Linked DNA regions of Mus musculus: region 2 is linked to region 1. A link is a contact called in public Hi-C data. All regions are on one chromosome and are shown on one strand. Each heading gives the region's core, a stretch centred on a gene start, on an enhancer-like site or on the middle of the called end of the contact. The rest is flanking DNA. Distances are from core to core; before and after follow the strand shown.

What was found. Hi-C and Micro-C count contacts between places; a contact is called where the count stands out from the background.
Region 2: a contact with region 1 is called in a Hi-C map of forebrain, with 2.7 times the contacts expected there. The contact joins two enhancer-like sites. A contact is called at or near these places in 4 of 484 Hi-C or Micro-C datasets (the N1E-115 cell line, forebrain, nephron progenitors and 1 more) and 1 of 115 datasets of contacts at active chromatin or transcription factors (astrocytes).

What each region holds. Positions count from the first base shown.
Region 1 is chr12:116,923,615-116,930,861 of GRCm38.p6, forward strand. The region is part of intron 11 of Ptprn2 (protein tyrosine phosphatase, receptor type, N polypeptide 2); the gene reads left to right. Among named protein-coding and RNA genes, the nearest start is that of Gm31336, 170 kb to the left of the region's middle. Within about 2 kb of position 3,712, at least 8 of the 459 cell types and tissues checked have an H3K27ac peak or open chromatin away from gene starts, as enhancers often do. A contact at or near this core is called in forebrain, where this site is marked.
Region 2 is chr12:117,024,680-117,031,926 of GRCm38.p6, forward strand. All of the region lies in intron 12 of Ptprn2 (protein tyrosine phosphatase, receptor type, N polypeptide 2), which reads left to right. Among named protein-coding and RNA genes, the nearest start is that of Gm10421, 120 kb to the right of the region's middle. Within about 2 kb of position 3,977, at least 16 of the 459 cell types and tissues checked have an H3K27ac peak or open chromatin away from gene starts, as enhancers often do. A contact at or near this core is called in forebrain, where this site is marked.

The DNA.
Region 1 (7,247 bases), core at 2,462-4,961:
GAATGTCAAACAACACTGAAGCAGACCTACCGCCTGTTGGAAATGCGCCTGTTTGTACAGACCTTATTCTCAGCCATGTCAGCTTCCTGCAGGGTACTTCCTCCCGTGTGCAGCTTGGTTTGGGAAATGGTAACCATGGTAAGCCCTGCCCTTGAGAAAGCTGGTCACTTTCTAAAGCCAGGCAACCAGAATGTAAGTATTGCTGGCATCTGACCTCTCTCCTGATCCCACAGCAGAGGACATTGCCACCCAAGGCACTTCTCTGACCACGTAATTAATTAAGTCTCTTCAATTGCATACTAGCTTCACCTAGGAGCTATTTAACTGAACCAGGCCTCATCCCTCCACATTTCTGCCTCTGACTGTGAGCAGCCAGCTGTCTGGTGTACTGGGAGATTCAGTCTTTATACATGCATTTAATTTTTTTTTCCAGAGGAGTGTAGAATTTATAAACGGGAAAACTGACAGTCCTCACTTTAAATAAGGACAGCGGTCTGCAAGTTAGCAGGTGATTTGTAAAAGCTGTTTTCCAGTTACATGAGCTAGAAATATCTAGAAAAGTACCCTCTTCCTCAGCAGGACGACAGATGCTTCATCATTGTGGCTCTGGGCGTGGGAAAAGGTCAGCTGGGAAGTTTCACTAATCCGTTCTTAGTGAGCACCTACTGCGTTCTCGGGATGGCTCCCATAGCAAACGGGAACCTTCAATGCCTCTGTCCTTTAGAAGTCTTCACTGGAGACGAAAGAGTAACAACCACAGCAAGGAACATGCTATGAAGAGGAGGAGCCCAGGGACAACAGAAATAAACAGTGTGTTATACAGCTGGTAACTCTATCCCTGCCCTCACTCCCAGGACTGGGGATTGAACCTGGAGCCAGGCAAGCACTATATCATAGAGCTACATTCCCTGCCCTTCTATTTTTATTCTCTTTTATTCTTTTATTCAACGAAGAGTCTCTCTTCGTTGCCCAGACTGGCTTCACTATGTAGCCCAAACTGACCTGGAACTTGAGATCCTCCTGCCTCATCCTTCCAACTGCTGGGGTTCTAGGCTAGGCCACCTTACCCATCTTGTCCTTTTTTTGTAGCTAATGATTCACATTTGTCAGAGTTTTCCCCACTCCCCAGTATGCTATAAAGAACAAAGAACTACCCAAGCATGTGGGAAAGCTGACCTTGAATCTCTGGCACATTCTGTTTTGCTTCATAACCAGAAATTTTCATCAGGGCTGACCATTATCAGTGCTACAGACTAGTAAACCTCCTGGCATGATTGCTGAGCTTCTGGTCATTGGGTGCCATTTCCACCGGTGTTTTGACTGACATTTAGAAATCCATTCAGTGGTTCTTTTGTGCATATAGGCTACACATAATATTTTGATGTGCAGTAGCCTCCTGGTTGGTCTCATTCCCAGTCAGCTCTCCAGAACAATTTACAGGCCATGTGTCCAGTCTCAGAATCACATAAACCCTCACTTCACGTTGTGAATCCAAATCCCATGCAGAAGCCTTAGTCTTACCTTCCAAGGTCCCTTGTTTCCTCACTTAGACATGTAGGAACTCAAGACATCCTGTCCCAGGTCAGTCACTAGATTTCTGGGGCCTAACAGCCATAGTTTCCCTCAGTTCTCCTGCCCCAGTGGCCCTGACTCTAAGGAAGACATGAGGAGGTGGAGCCAATGCAAACACAATTCTAAGTCTTGGGGTGAGGGGTGTGTGTGAGCAAGACTCTCAGGTCAGCCCAGACATTTTCTTTCTACCAATCATGCTGGTTTTGACAGTTTCTGATAGTGATGTCAGCTCAGGTAATGACAGCAAGAGACCCCATGCTTGGTTGGATATCATGACATCATCCCACGGGGCTTGTGAATGTCCAACCGTATGGTTTTGAAGTCACCTGTAACCTAACCATGGCTCCATTTAGCACTTTTTTTCTACAGTGGTGCATTTTCAGTAGAAACTGGAGTTTTGAATATGAATGTTTTTTCCTCTACTGGTAATACATAGTGTTCTCTCTTAGGGCTGAGTATAGTGGCCACAGCACCCTTTGGGTGCTATGATCCCAAGAGTAAGCAATCACTACTGCTCAGGCCACTGCTGAGTCATCAACATTACAGTTAGATGCATCTGTTCAGTTCAGCACAGGACCGTTTCCATCCATTTGTCTAAATAAAATCCCATTATGAGTTAAACATCTGTGTTGTTACAGCTGTGGTCGTGGGTTTCCCAGAGATCCTGGACTCTTTAGCAGTAAATAAGTAGGTTTTCTTTCCCACTGTGCTTTGAGCTCAAGGTTGCTAAGGGCTCCACGGGCAAGCAGCACCTGGCTAAGAGGGCCATCGGGTCCAGATGAGGATTTATATCCCCGGAGGGCACTGCACATGCAGAGGTGGGCTTCATGCTCCATGTTGGGAGGTGTGGCCTGTAAGCCAACAGGGTGGAGGTTTCCAATTGGGAATTAGAGTGAATTCTGTCCTAGAGGTTTTCAAAGAGAGGGATCAGAGAAAGTTAGACCAGAAAAGTAGGCTGGGTTCAACGACTGACCCCAGAAGGCTGAGCTAGCACCAAACCTGTGGTACCCAACCAATTTACTGCAGAAAATTTTGGGATGGAATGGGTAGTTTCGGATGAGAAAGGCAATGAGAAGGGAGAAATCATGCATCCTACAGTGGCAGCCATGTGGGTCATCTTTCACCATTGTACATGGGTGTAGCTTTGACCTGGGAGCTTGGATCTATCTAGAGCTCCCCAAGTACTAATTAGGGATCTTTGACCTGATGGACAGGGGCCACCTTGGAAGCCTAGTGGATAATACCCATGTGCCAACTACCACTGTGCCCTGTCTACCATCTGTGGTATAGGTCAGAAAGACCTGAAGTCTCTGGCAGACTCTTCATGAGCAGATTTGAAAAGTACAGCAATAAGGTTCTATGATCTCTGGCTGTGGGTGTCCCAGCCACGGTACAGGTCCCAGTCCCATTTGATCATGATACAGAGACCCGATTCTGTCTCTAAAAACCTGTTTAACTTTGTAAGAATTGTGGGAATGAGGAATCACCTAGGTTTATGCATGCAAATCACCCAGATAATGATAAAATGATATTAACCTGCAATGAGTCATGGGAGAGTCTACAGCCTTTGGACAGACTATCCAAAGTCTATCAGACTTAGTTCTGCCGGGCTTCACCTCAAGTTTTGTTGGTATCCAGCTAAGGAATTAAGCTCCTGTCTGTCAGCTGATACATCTGGATGTCATCTTACATTGCATACCAGCCTCTCAAAGGAACCATGCCAACCAGGGTAGGCTGTCATCTCACAGATTTCATGGGCACACAGGTTTCATTGTCTCTGGCATTTTACTTATAAATTTATGTCTAGGGAAATAGCTCAGTAGCAGGGAGACCAATTCTGCACTGTTCCCTAAATAGACACTTACACCACATGAAACCATGAAATCTAAGTAATAATAAACACACAGAGCCTGCCGACCTCCTCCTGCCCTGCAGCCTAGCTTCCATCTAAATTGCTATCTGCAGCCAAGATGGGTCAGCGTGGAGGAGCTTGGCAAATGGAACTGAAAGAAAACTGCCTTGTTCAAATGCGGCATCCTTGAGCCTCCCATTACCTGCCAGTCACAGCTGCTACCTCCATCACAAAGAGAACAGAGTACAAAAATAAGACCCAGACAATGGGACCTGAAGAGAGGGGCAAATCCCACTCAGGCCTGAACGTCTGCTGTGTGAGCTAATCCCATGGCTGATCTGGCCTGCTCCTTCCCAGGGCCAGGTTTCTGATCCCGTGTCAATTACTACACAAAGCTGCCCTCCACGAGGCAGATCCTTTTAAGTATTTTAGTTTTTGTTCAATATTTTATATCTGCTTCTAACCCTCACTGCCAATATTTAGCTGATCCACTGAGCAGGAAATGTGTGTGTGTAGCTGCTTGAGGCTCCTAGTATTCACATGTGTCTGTGTAGTAGGGCTTTATCTCCTTTAAGAAATGTCATTTGTTCCCATAGACCTCTAGACAGATGAGACACCTGTCAACCCCATGTGTTCCAGGTAGGCTGTGGGGAGAGGTAGGGTGTGGGTAGGATCAGATGTACAGTGCCTCTGAGAATAGAAACCATCCTAGTACAGCATGCTGGTGAGTACCTCTAGCTGCAGTGTTTTGAACAGTGAGGATGGGTTTAGATACTAAATATACCTGGTACCACAGGGCAGGTGAGAATATGGTTAGTAGTGTTACCATTCTGTCTGGTTGTCTAGGAACTAGCTACGGAGCTGGCATCTACCTGCCTGTCCTGTGGGGTTCCCTAATAAGGGTCCAATAAGTTAGATAATCAGCCAGGACCTCCTCAGAACAGAGCTGCATTTTTTTAAATCGTGCCTCCCCCTATGACTGAGACGTGGGAACATGGGCCAAATTTTCCTTGGCACTTGGCACCACAACCCTCTGCTGATCCACTCTGAGAAGGAAGCCTGATTCTAAGTGTGGTGAACACTAAGACACTGCCAGAGTCCATGGGACGTTGTGGACCGACCCCATGCTTTAAGAAATCTTTGATTTGTAAGTTCTGGGTTGCTTTTAAATGCAAAATCTGTAACTTTTTAAGTTGTACTATACGGGGGGACAGTATCTGAGAACTAACACCCAAGGTTATCATCTGACCTCCACACATTACACATATACCCCACAGACATATATGCACATGCACACACATGAACATACAAGCACACAAAGAATTCAGATGCATACCTTTCACTGAAAACCCTTAAACTACGGATCACTGTGGAATGGGAATATCAAGTGGGATGCTTTGGGGTGGGGGCAGGAGTTGGGGGGAGGATTGCTGATCTCTTCATGGAGCTTCTCAGAATCAACTGAAAAGTGTGGTTTGCCTGTATGGACCAGTCAGCTGAGATGCCACAGCTGTGAGGTCTGGGTCACACACAGGCAGAAGGAAGTGAACTTTCTGAGCTCTAGCTCCTTCTGACACTTGTAGATATGTTCTCTGAGGTGGAACAGAGGTGAGGAAGCATCTCGCAATTGGAGCCAAAGCATGTTCTAACTTGTGGACACACAGAGGCTGGGTGTTCCAGTCCCAGGGCCCCTTTACCCAGGAGTCAGAGGAGGAGTTGGTGATTTTCTGGTGGTTAGCAGCTCAAGATGGGCAGTGGAAGGCAACTCTGTAGCTGTCTTTTCTAAGTTGTTTGACAGTTTACAAATAGTGTAACAGCTACGGTTCTGGTTCGTGGCCCCTGTGTATAGCCCAGTATGTTTGATGCAATAGACTTCTGTTTATCAGTCGTAAGGCACTAGAACAAAGTCCCAGAATGATTTTTCACAGAAGCTCATTAGGAGACCATGTCTATATCTGGGCCTGTTGCTGCATGCGATCCTTTTCCTACAGTGGAAAAGGAGGTGGCAGGCTGTGCCAGCATCACTGCTCCGAGGATCAAGGCTGCTGACGTTATGGCTGTGAATCTTCCCCCCCCCCCCCCCATGTTTCTGCACATAGCCCAACTGGTACCCAGCCTGGAACTCCAGGAAGTATGTTGGGTTCCTGACTGAGCAGTAAACGACTCTTCTAACCTGCCCTGTGTAGTTTAAGGGCAGCACCATATGCTTGGCTGTGCTATTCAAAGCCGGAATCCACCTTCACAGCCACAAGCTTCAAGGACTTCATGTCCTCCATTCAAGGAATCTCACAGAAACTGATGGAATGAAAGCAGGAGGTTCTGTCTGATTCCTTCTGAAAAGGAAACCAGAGTCTAGTCACAGAAGACCTTAAGGATGCCGTGAGCTCAGAGCGTGGGAAAACAGGACCGCAGGAAAGAGGCCACTTTGTTCACAGTCTGTTCCCGATGCTCTACGCTGAAGGCAATGGGTGCTGCTGTATGGGAAACCTTCCCTATGTAGGGGCCCCTTGGCAAGAAGAGTGAAAAATGAGTCTGTGAGAGAGCTATGGTAACTTCCCTCCATTTCTCTACACCTTTCAAGATCTGACAGGGACAGATCCGAGTGCCCAGAGCCGAGGTTGGTGGATTCTGGCCCACTAACATTCACTTTGTTAGTTACAGTTCTGATAGTCTTTCTGGGCTGTTACAAAATGTACAACCTGGGCACGTTCAGCTATAGGCCTTCATTCCCTCACAGCCTGGCACAGGAGGACTAGGCCATAGTGCATGCTAACCACCTGCTGCTACCTCTTGCCTTCGCTCATCATTACTGATATCTTCTGTGGCATCTCCTTCCTGATGCCTGCTGTGCCCTAACAAAGCAAATACAGGCATTTAAAATTCTAGAAACCAAAGGATGTCAGCAAATCAGAGAACTGTGGCAGATATGGGTGAGGCGATTTTTTATTTTTATTTTTTTGCTTGGGAGAAGCATGTCTGAAAAGAAGCACTTGGTATTGGCCAAGCAGTGGGAAAGAGGTCTGTAAATGTTCAAGGATTTTTCTTTATGCTTTTGAATCAATTTTTATTAAAATGGGACATTCTCATGTATTAATTAAGAAGAATAGGTTATAACGTAGCTTTGTGTGTTGGACCCAGCCTTGAACGTAGGTAACTTTGGTAGAATTAGAGATTTTTTTTTCTCCTTTTGCTTCTGAGTCTCTTCCATCGGTAGAAATTACTTACTAAACATTTAAAATTTCTGTATAACGATTATATTTAAAAACTAATAATAATATACATGCTTATAGCTAACTCTGACCTTGTTTATTGTTGGGATATTGAGGATTTTCAGAACAGAAATCCAAGAAGTGAGAATTGCGTCAGGGCAGTGGGGGAAAGCTAATTTCCCTTCAAGCCACCATTGTGTCAGCTGGTAGGGAAGCTTCCTTAAGAGCTATCCCTGGAAAAGAGGAGTGAAGAAGCTGAAGAAGGTGATGTCTATCTCTGCTGAACCAAGAGGGCAGCAAGGGGAAGGTTTACTGGGGGAATGAGTAGAAACCCCACCAAGCCTCCACTCACAGAGATCTGTGCTGACAGCATGCAGTTCTATGTGGCTTCCACCTACACAGCACAAAAATATCTGTGTTTGCTGTTCATACTTGGGTCCCTTTGTCTGTTTCTGCCATGATCTTTGATTTAGCCAAGTGGCTTTTGGATCTCATAAACCACATCAACAGTCACTATATCATGATGATTTTTACCCAGCAGTCCCAATTTATGTTTCTCTTTTTGTGTCCTTGTCTTCCATAAGTAGATGAGTATCATGTGACATTTAAGTAGA
Region 2 (7,247 bases), core at 2,727-5,226, 100 kb after region 1:
ATGCCTTTAGAGTAGTCTTTCTTCTTACCTTGTGGCTCCATGTTCTATGCTGCTCTACAGGTAGTTAGTGTCTCTACCTCAGTCTACCTCATGGTAAACAGTCTACCTCATGGTTCTGTATCCTCTACTGTAGCATAGGTCAGTCTACCTTGGAAGAGCTTGTGCAGGTTTTCTTCGATAGCAGATATAAAATGTCTGGACAGAGTTAGCAGGAGGAGACTCCCCATTGACCTCAGCCTCACCGTTCTGCCATGCTAGTCACCTTTGCTCCTGAGATTCAAGCCAGCAGCCCTCAGAAGAGCTCAGCCTGCTGCCACGGTGCTTCCTGGAGATAGCCCCTTATCCCAAATATCTATTTTATAATCCCTTGCTTCAACCAGCAGCCACTTTGAAAGCTGGTGCCTCTTGAACCTTTAGCGTTGGCTGGTATCACTGCCGTGGCCTTGAGCCCAGCTCTCCACATGTTTCCTTGGCATATCCCTTGCCAGCTCTAGGCTGGAAGCTGCTCTGACAGGCAGAGAACATTTACAGTAGCAAAATGGGAGGAAAGGATTCAAGCTGAGAAAATTTTTAGAAACCTAATCATATCTTTTTCCTAATTTTAACTCTCTCATCCAGTAAGCCTGGTCTTGATGAATTTTTTTCTTTCTTTTCTTTCTTTCTTTTTTTTTTTTTTTTTCTTTTAGCGTATTTCGAATTCTTTTGATTCCTGACTCTGGAATGTAAAGCAGAGTGTGATTGCTAGAAATCTAGCAGCATTTACAGATCTGCTCCAGGCACTTGTAATTCACACGTGTGATGACAGATAGCAGAATTAGAACCTTTTAAGCCAAATAGAAATATCTCAAAACAAAATTTACAGGAAATGAGGAGATTGTGGTGCACACACGCATCCCGAATAGATGGGTGGTATTTTGATGTATTTCGAAATCTAATTTCTGACACCTTGAAAACTTTTCACATTTTAGTCACATTAATGAAGCTGTGTTTCCTCCAGAGGACAATTATAATAGCCCTGAAGAAAAGCTCAGAATGTGCTGAGAAACCAGCCTAGAAAGTTTTCCACCAGGCATGGGTCCCCCTCATTATGGAGTGGGGCTGCTTCTAGTTCTGATGCTAGCCATAAACAGCCTTGAAGCTTATCTGCCCAACCTTGAAGGCAGACAGAACAGACTATCTGGCCCAGCATCACCATGGTGGCCTTAAAGACCACAGCAGGGAGGAGTCCAAGAGCAGTGCTTGTGGGGGAAGGGGCAAGAGCTACTCTGGTGGAACTGAGCTCCTCCTGCTGGAGAGAGGCTTCCCACTCAGTGGAGTGGCTGAGACCAGATGTGGGTTCTCAGGAACCTCTCCAAAAAGTTTCCAGACCTCTTCTAAGAGTCAAGGAGGTTTGCCTGTGCAAGCTCAATAACTGTTCTTCACAGACATCCAAACCCCTGTAACCATCCCTGTGCCTCTGATGCTCCTGCTACTCAGAGCTTAAGGAAGAATTTTGTTCAAAGGAAGGGACTGTATGCTTTCAAATAAGTCCATCTTCCATGTCCATTGGAAACCCCAAGAGTTCTTGGGGTGCTTCTGCCCCACAAACTACTGGGGCTCTCCTAAAGCACACCCTGGCTGAGACCCTGTGTAGGGGATCCATGGTTGCAAAGAAAAAGCACGAGGTGTGAGGAAGTGATATGGGGAAGCAGCCTCATTTTCTCCAAATCCCACCTTACCATACTCTGTTGATGGAAGTGTTGTAGCTTTAAGCCTCTTTCATCAAAAATCCCAGCCCAGGGCTATTGAGAAGGCTCAGTGGATAAAGCCAGTTGCTGTCAAACTTGATAATCTGAATTTAGTCCCTGGGTCCTACATGGTGGGATAGGCAGCTGTCTCCCACAGGCTGTCCTCAAACCTCCATATATGTATCGTGGCATGTGTCCATGCATGCACATTCACACATGCAATAAATGAATAAGTAAACAAACATGTCCAGTCCAGTGGCTCTAGATGGCTAAGAGGAGCTTGGGTCCTGAAATAATATTTGGGCCAAATCAAATGGGAGAGCCATTGTGCGGCGGGGCCCTCTGTGCCAAAAACATAAAGCCTGATCTTTTGATTTAGAGTTTGAACTTGCAGCATTTATGTAAGGAGTCCACTCGCCAAGCAGAGAAATGAGAGGAATAAAAAGCTTTATGAAAGAAGAAAGAGTTGGAAGAAAGGAGGGGGAGTCTTAAAATATAAAACTGGAGGAAGGTGATGATTGTAGTGCAATAAATCAGGAGAATTCTGTGATTTCCTTGAAATCACTAAAAGAAAGAACTCTGCCTGTAAGGTGGCTGCATGTATATATATTGCTGACTTTAAAACAACCATATATACATGTGCAGACACATTGGTGCCTTTAAGGCAGCAATACATACACATGCAGACACTTTGCTGCTCACAGGCCAGGCATCCTGTGGTGAGGTTGGAGGTTGTAAGTTTGTTCTTCAGTATCTTTTGGCCTATTCCTTTGAAATCATTAGAGATTCAAGATGCCGCAAACTGGACTAGAGAATCCCTACATAACACTCACCTAGCAGGTTTCCCCTTGGATCCATGAATATAATTGTAGGGCGTCAGTAAAAACAGGAGATTTTTACTATGTGGAGTGTGTGCAGCAGCCCTGAGTCAGTAGTATCACACTGTACCATCTACATAAAGATGGCATACAACTGTACTAAGTGACAACACATCCACACCAACGTGAGCAGGCAGCCCTGGAGATGGTAAAGTCACCTGGGTCTCCACTGACTCTGATAGACTGTGACACTGGTGTCCTTGGCCATCATGTATCTGTGTCCACCCCACAGGGTGTGTTGTTCCTAGGCAGAGCACAGTACGCGATGAAAACCACCCCTGACCTTCGGTGAAGGTTGCACGTAGATAAATGTCAAGGATGATAAGCACTGGGAGTCATCGGCAGAGGCAGGACAGGCCTGTGGTGAAGTGGGTGCTTGTGCACCCTGATGTGGGAGGAGCTCAGGGAAACCCTTCACACAGCTGGTTGCATGGAGGAGATCAGCATTGTCAGTGAACCTGTAAATAGGAGGGGATTCTGCAAGCCTGGGGTCTTGGGTATGTATGAGACAGTGGTCCAGCCTTGCTGGGTTCCAGGCTCCAATCTAGTGTCCATCACCTTCACCTAGTCCTCCTTGCTACTTATATCCTGTGACTATTCGAGTAATGGTCCCTGGGAAGTATGTGCTGTGGTTCCCACATGGAATGTGGTGTGGCTGAGTGACAGTGATTCGGCAATGTCCTGTGCTGCTGTCAGCGATGCCACTGTGGTAACAGTCCCACCATGCCCTTCTTGCTCCTTTGGTTCATTTTGTTTTGACTCTGTAAGCCAAACGTGCAGGTGTCATTTCTGGGCAATAGAATCGCTGCTTTTCCTTGGGTGGCCATCGTCTCTACCATGGGTAGCTCAGCCTGCCTGTAGGTATTCAGAAGAGCCACGGGAGCAACCAACGTGTGTCCAAGCATGTATAAGAAGGGGGTGAGGTGTGAGTGGAGTGGCAAATACAGATGTGGCAGGCATTCGAGTGAAGGTCGCCGGGGTCTGGGTTCCAGATGTTCTTGTTGCCATGTCTGATCACATATGCCAGGAGGCCCTGCAGAGAAATGAGAATGTGTGCTTGCCTCATGCACACTCCCTCACCCCCGTTAGCCCATGGATCATCTGGGAACAAGCTTGCTATGATCACAGTGTAGAGTGCTGTGCCCTAGGCGTCACAGGCCCTCTGAGAACCTGGGGAAACCACAGGTTCCACAGGCATTCCCCAGGACACCAGAAGCCCCTTCTGTTCCCCACTGGGGGTTCCCAGTGGGGACAGGGAAGGAGCCATGTCCTGACTCCTTGGGGACACACACTGCCCTTGGGATAGGGAATAGGGTGCTCTTGTTTCTCTTCTGCAGGACCCTCATTGGCATTCCATGCACATTCACCTCATTTTATTCTAATCTGCATTTCTTGACAAAGGAAGCGGATTTTTTTTCCCTCTTAAATGCAAAAGTGCACAGGCCTGAGAAAAGACTGTTGACTTGTCAGGACTCCTAATTTGTGTTTGAAAAGGAAAATCTGCATGAAATTGCATTAAATATCTGGGGCCCCATCTCGCTTTTCCGTGTTCAGCTCCTTCACAGCCCTCATGAGTGGTAAGCAGACTAGACAGAAGTTGAGGTTCCCAGCAGCCTGTCCATTCCTGGGCTCAGGGAGCAGATATTCAGCTCTGACTTCACAAACCTGAGGCTAACAGCTCTTCACCTCCCGCCTCCACTGCTCTACACGGCAAAGAAAACTGCACCAACATTCGTCCCACTGTACTTGCCGTTTGCACAAATATGAACTTACAGTGAATACCTTTCTCTCCTGAACCACCGCCGAGAGCACCAAGCTCACATGGGCCTTTCATGCTCCCCTGTGATTCGGAGGCAGAGAGCAACTATATGATGTAGCAGTTGCCATAGTAACAAATTCAATTTTTATTCAATATCAAAGTAAATAGTCACGTAAAATGAAGTAAGTTGCATCAGACGGTGGCTACCCGCTCTTCTCTCTTTCCTAACAATTTCATATGCTTTTTTGAAAAAAAAAATTGCATAATGTATATTTCAACTGCAGTGACATGACTTACTGGCTACCTGGCCCAGGGTTGACAATGTTTGCCTTTCTCACCTTGAGAAGCAGAGGAACCACCCTGGCTAGTGTCTTCATGGGCAGGATGGCTCCTGGCTCCTGTGAGACCATGGAGCCTATGAGCTTGGGAGCAGAAGGTGATTTTCATTTAACAAGCTGAGGTCTGGAGAGGTGGCAAGCACTCAGTCTGTTCAGAAAGCCTCCTGTGGTGCTTCTAGCCAAAGGCACACAAGCTGACCTGCATCACCCACTCACACCCTGCTCATATCACCTACCTGCTGCACTCTGGTAAAGAGACCATCTTGCCCTATAACATATGGGAGTATGCCCGCTTGAGGGTCCACCTGTAAACTGGCAAGTGCTCTCCAACAGACAGATAGGTGTGTGCCTACCTAAACACTCCACCGCAACTGCTATACTTATGCTCCTTGTCAGCAGGTGTCACTGAAAGGCCACTGAACACAGAAGTCATCGAGGACCTTGGCCTAGCATGTCATTGTTACTTCTGCCCCTAGCAAAGCCAGACACTTCAATAACCATAAACACACATCAGTTCTCGCCTAGCTCATGTGGCCTACCAAGAGGAGCACAGTCTCCATGGCATAGAAAAAGTCCCTGCTTGCCTTTGTGATTAGAAAATAAAGACAAGAAAGCCTCACACTACAGCACGACCTGTCCCTCTACACTGCTTTTACTAGGACACCCAGGGGCCCAATGTAGCCACTCATGTCAGCCTCCTGGACTCTCATTCCAGCAGACTCTACCCTCTTAATTACAGAAGATAGGAACTTATTAGTAAACCGTGATATTCCATGTGTTCCTGCAAATTGCTCTCCTGCTCCATCTGTTCGGTCATGGCTGGCTCTGCTTACCCATTTCCAGGGTCTCCTACAACTGAAGGTCAATTTGACCTGTCTCCCAGAAACACAGTACTGTTTTCTGAGTATCAGGGTCCCAGCGATGCTAAGCAGAATACCACAACCTAGGTGAAGTTGCTCAGCAGAAAGCTACTCCCGCAGTCTTAGAAACTAGAATTTCAGTGTAGAGGGGCCCATCTTGCTCTGACATATTTAGGGAAAACCCACTTTGGGTAATTTGCACTCTAATGATCCCCTTGTAATGCTTAACCTTGATATCCACATTGACTAGACTGAAAGACTCCTACGAGATTTGTAAGGCACATCTCTCAGCATGCTCTTGAGGGTATTTCCAGGGGGGCTTAGATTATGAGGGCTGTGACCTAATCCGTGGATGATTGATCAATCCACTGATAAAGTCAAATCTGAATGGAGTATTGAGAAGAGCTGGAACTGTGGAAGGTCGGTCCTGGAAGAAGGAAATAGGGGTAACTGGCTCTTTCCTGTAATTCATTAAGTGAAGAGCAGCCTTGGATGGTCAGCCTTACTCCAGGCGAGCCTGTGACCATGACTTGACCTTCTAGAAACCATGAGCCTAAGGAAGCTCCTCTCTCTTTATGTTGTTTACATTGGGCATTTTGTAAAAGCTATGAGAAAAGTAATTAATATAGCACTCCTTAGCTTGTGGATGCATATCCACAAGCTCTGCCTCCCTACATTGCAATGTGGGTATCTGTGTATCTGTATCCTTTCTTATTAAGAAAACTCTATGTTGGATTTAGGGTATAGCCTACCCTATATGACTTTATTGTAATATGATTACACCTGCCAAAGTCCTGCTTCCACACAAGTTTAGGTAGAAGGGTTAGAGCATTTTTTTTTTGAAAAGATATTAATCAACCCATAGTACGCAGGAGTCAGAGATGCCCCAGTCCTGTCTAGAAATGACAGTGTCAGTGGCTGGTTGGCCTACAGCTGAACATTTCTCCCATGTGAATGTGGTATGCTTAAGTTTCTTAAGTGGCTCTAAACTCAAGTTGTGTCTCATTTCTCCAACATGTCATTCTCTAACAAACATATACCTGTTACAGACCTAACCATCTGTCCCATTGACTCTAAACATTTTAAAGCTCCACCATCAGAGTACATATGAAAAAATAAGATGAAATATAAAGAAAGTTATAAGAATGGGAAGGGGAGAGAAGAGGGAGGGTGAGAAATAGGGAGCAGGGGAGAAACAACAGAAATTCTATTTGACGATGCCAAAATAAATCCCAATTCTTTATAAGCCGATAACATTTTTAAATGATAATTAATTGAAATTATGTGTTTCTGTGATTTACTTTAAACTATTAGAAGTCTGTGAGTAAAGTATTTTAGTATCTTTCTCATTCTTACCAAAGACAGGTATAAGTGGTGACAGTTTCAGCCCTGTATCTAGAAGGTGGCCTAAGCAGCAGATACTCACCCTTGCCTAAGTCTAGAGGCTGAAATCTAATATTGAGGTACATACAGAGGTTCCTATAAGTTCCCTGAGGCCTCTCTCCTTGCTCATAGATGACATTGTCCCCATGTCCTCTAATGGCAATCACTTTATAAGAGTCCTAATCCCTTCTTTTAAGAGCTCACCCCATTTTACCATAATGCCCTCTAGAAGACCTTCTCTACAAAATACAGCTACACTCTGAGATGCTTTCCCGTCAGAGATTCACAAGCAGGTTTTGGAG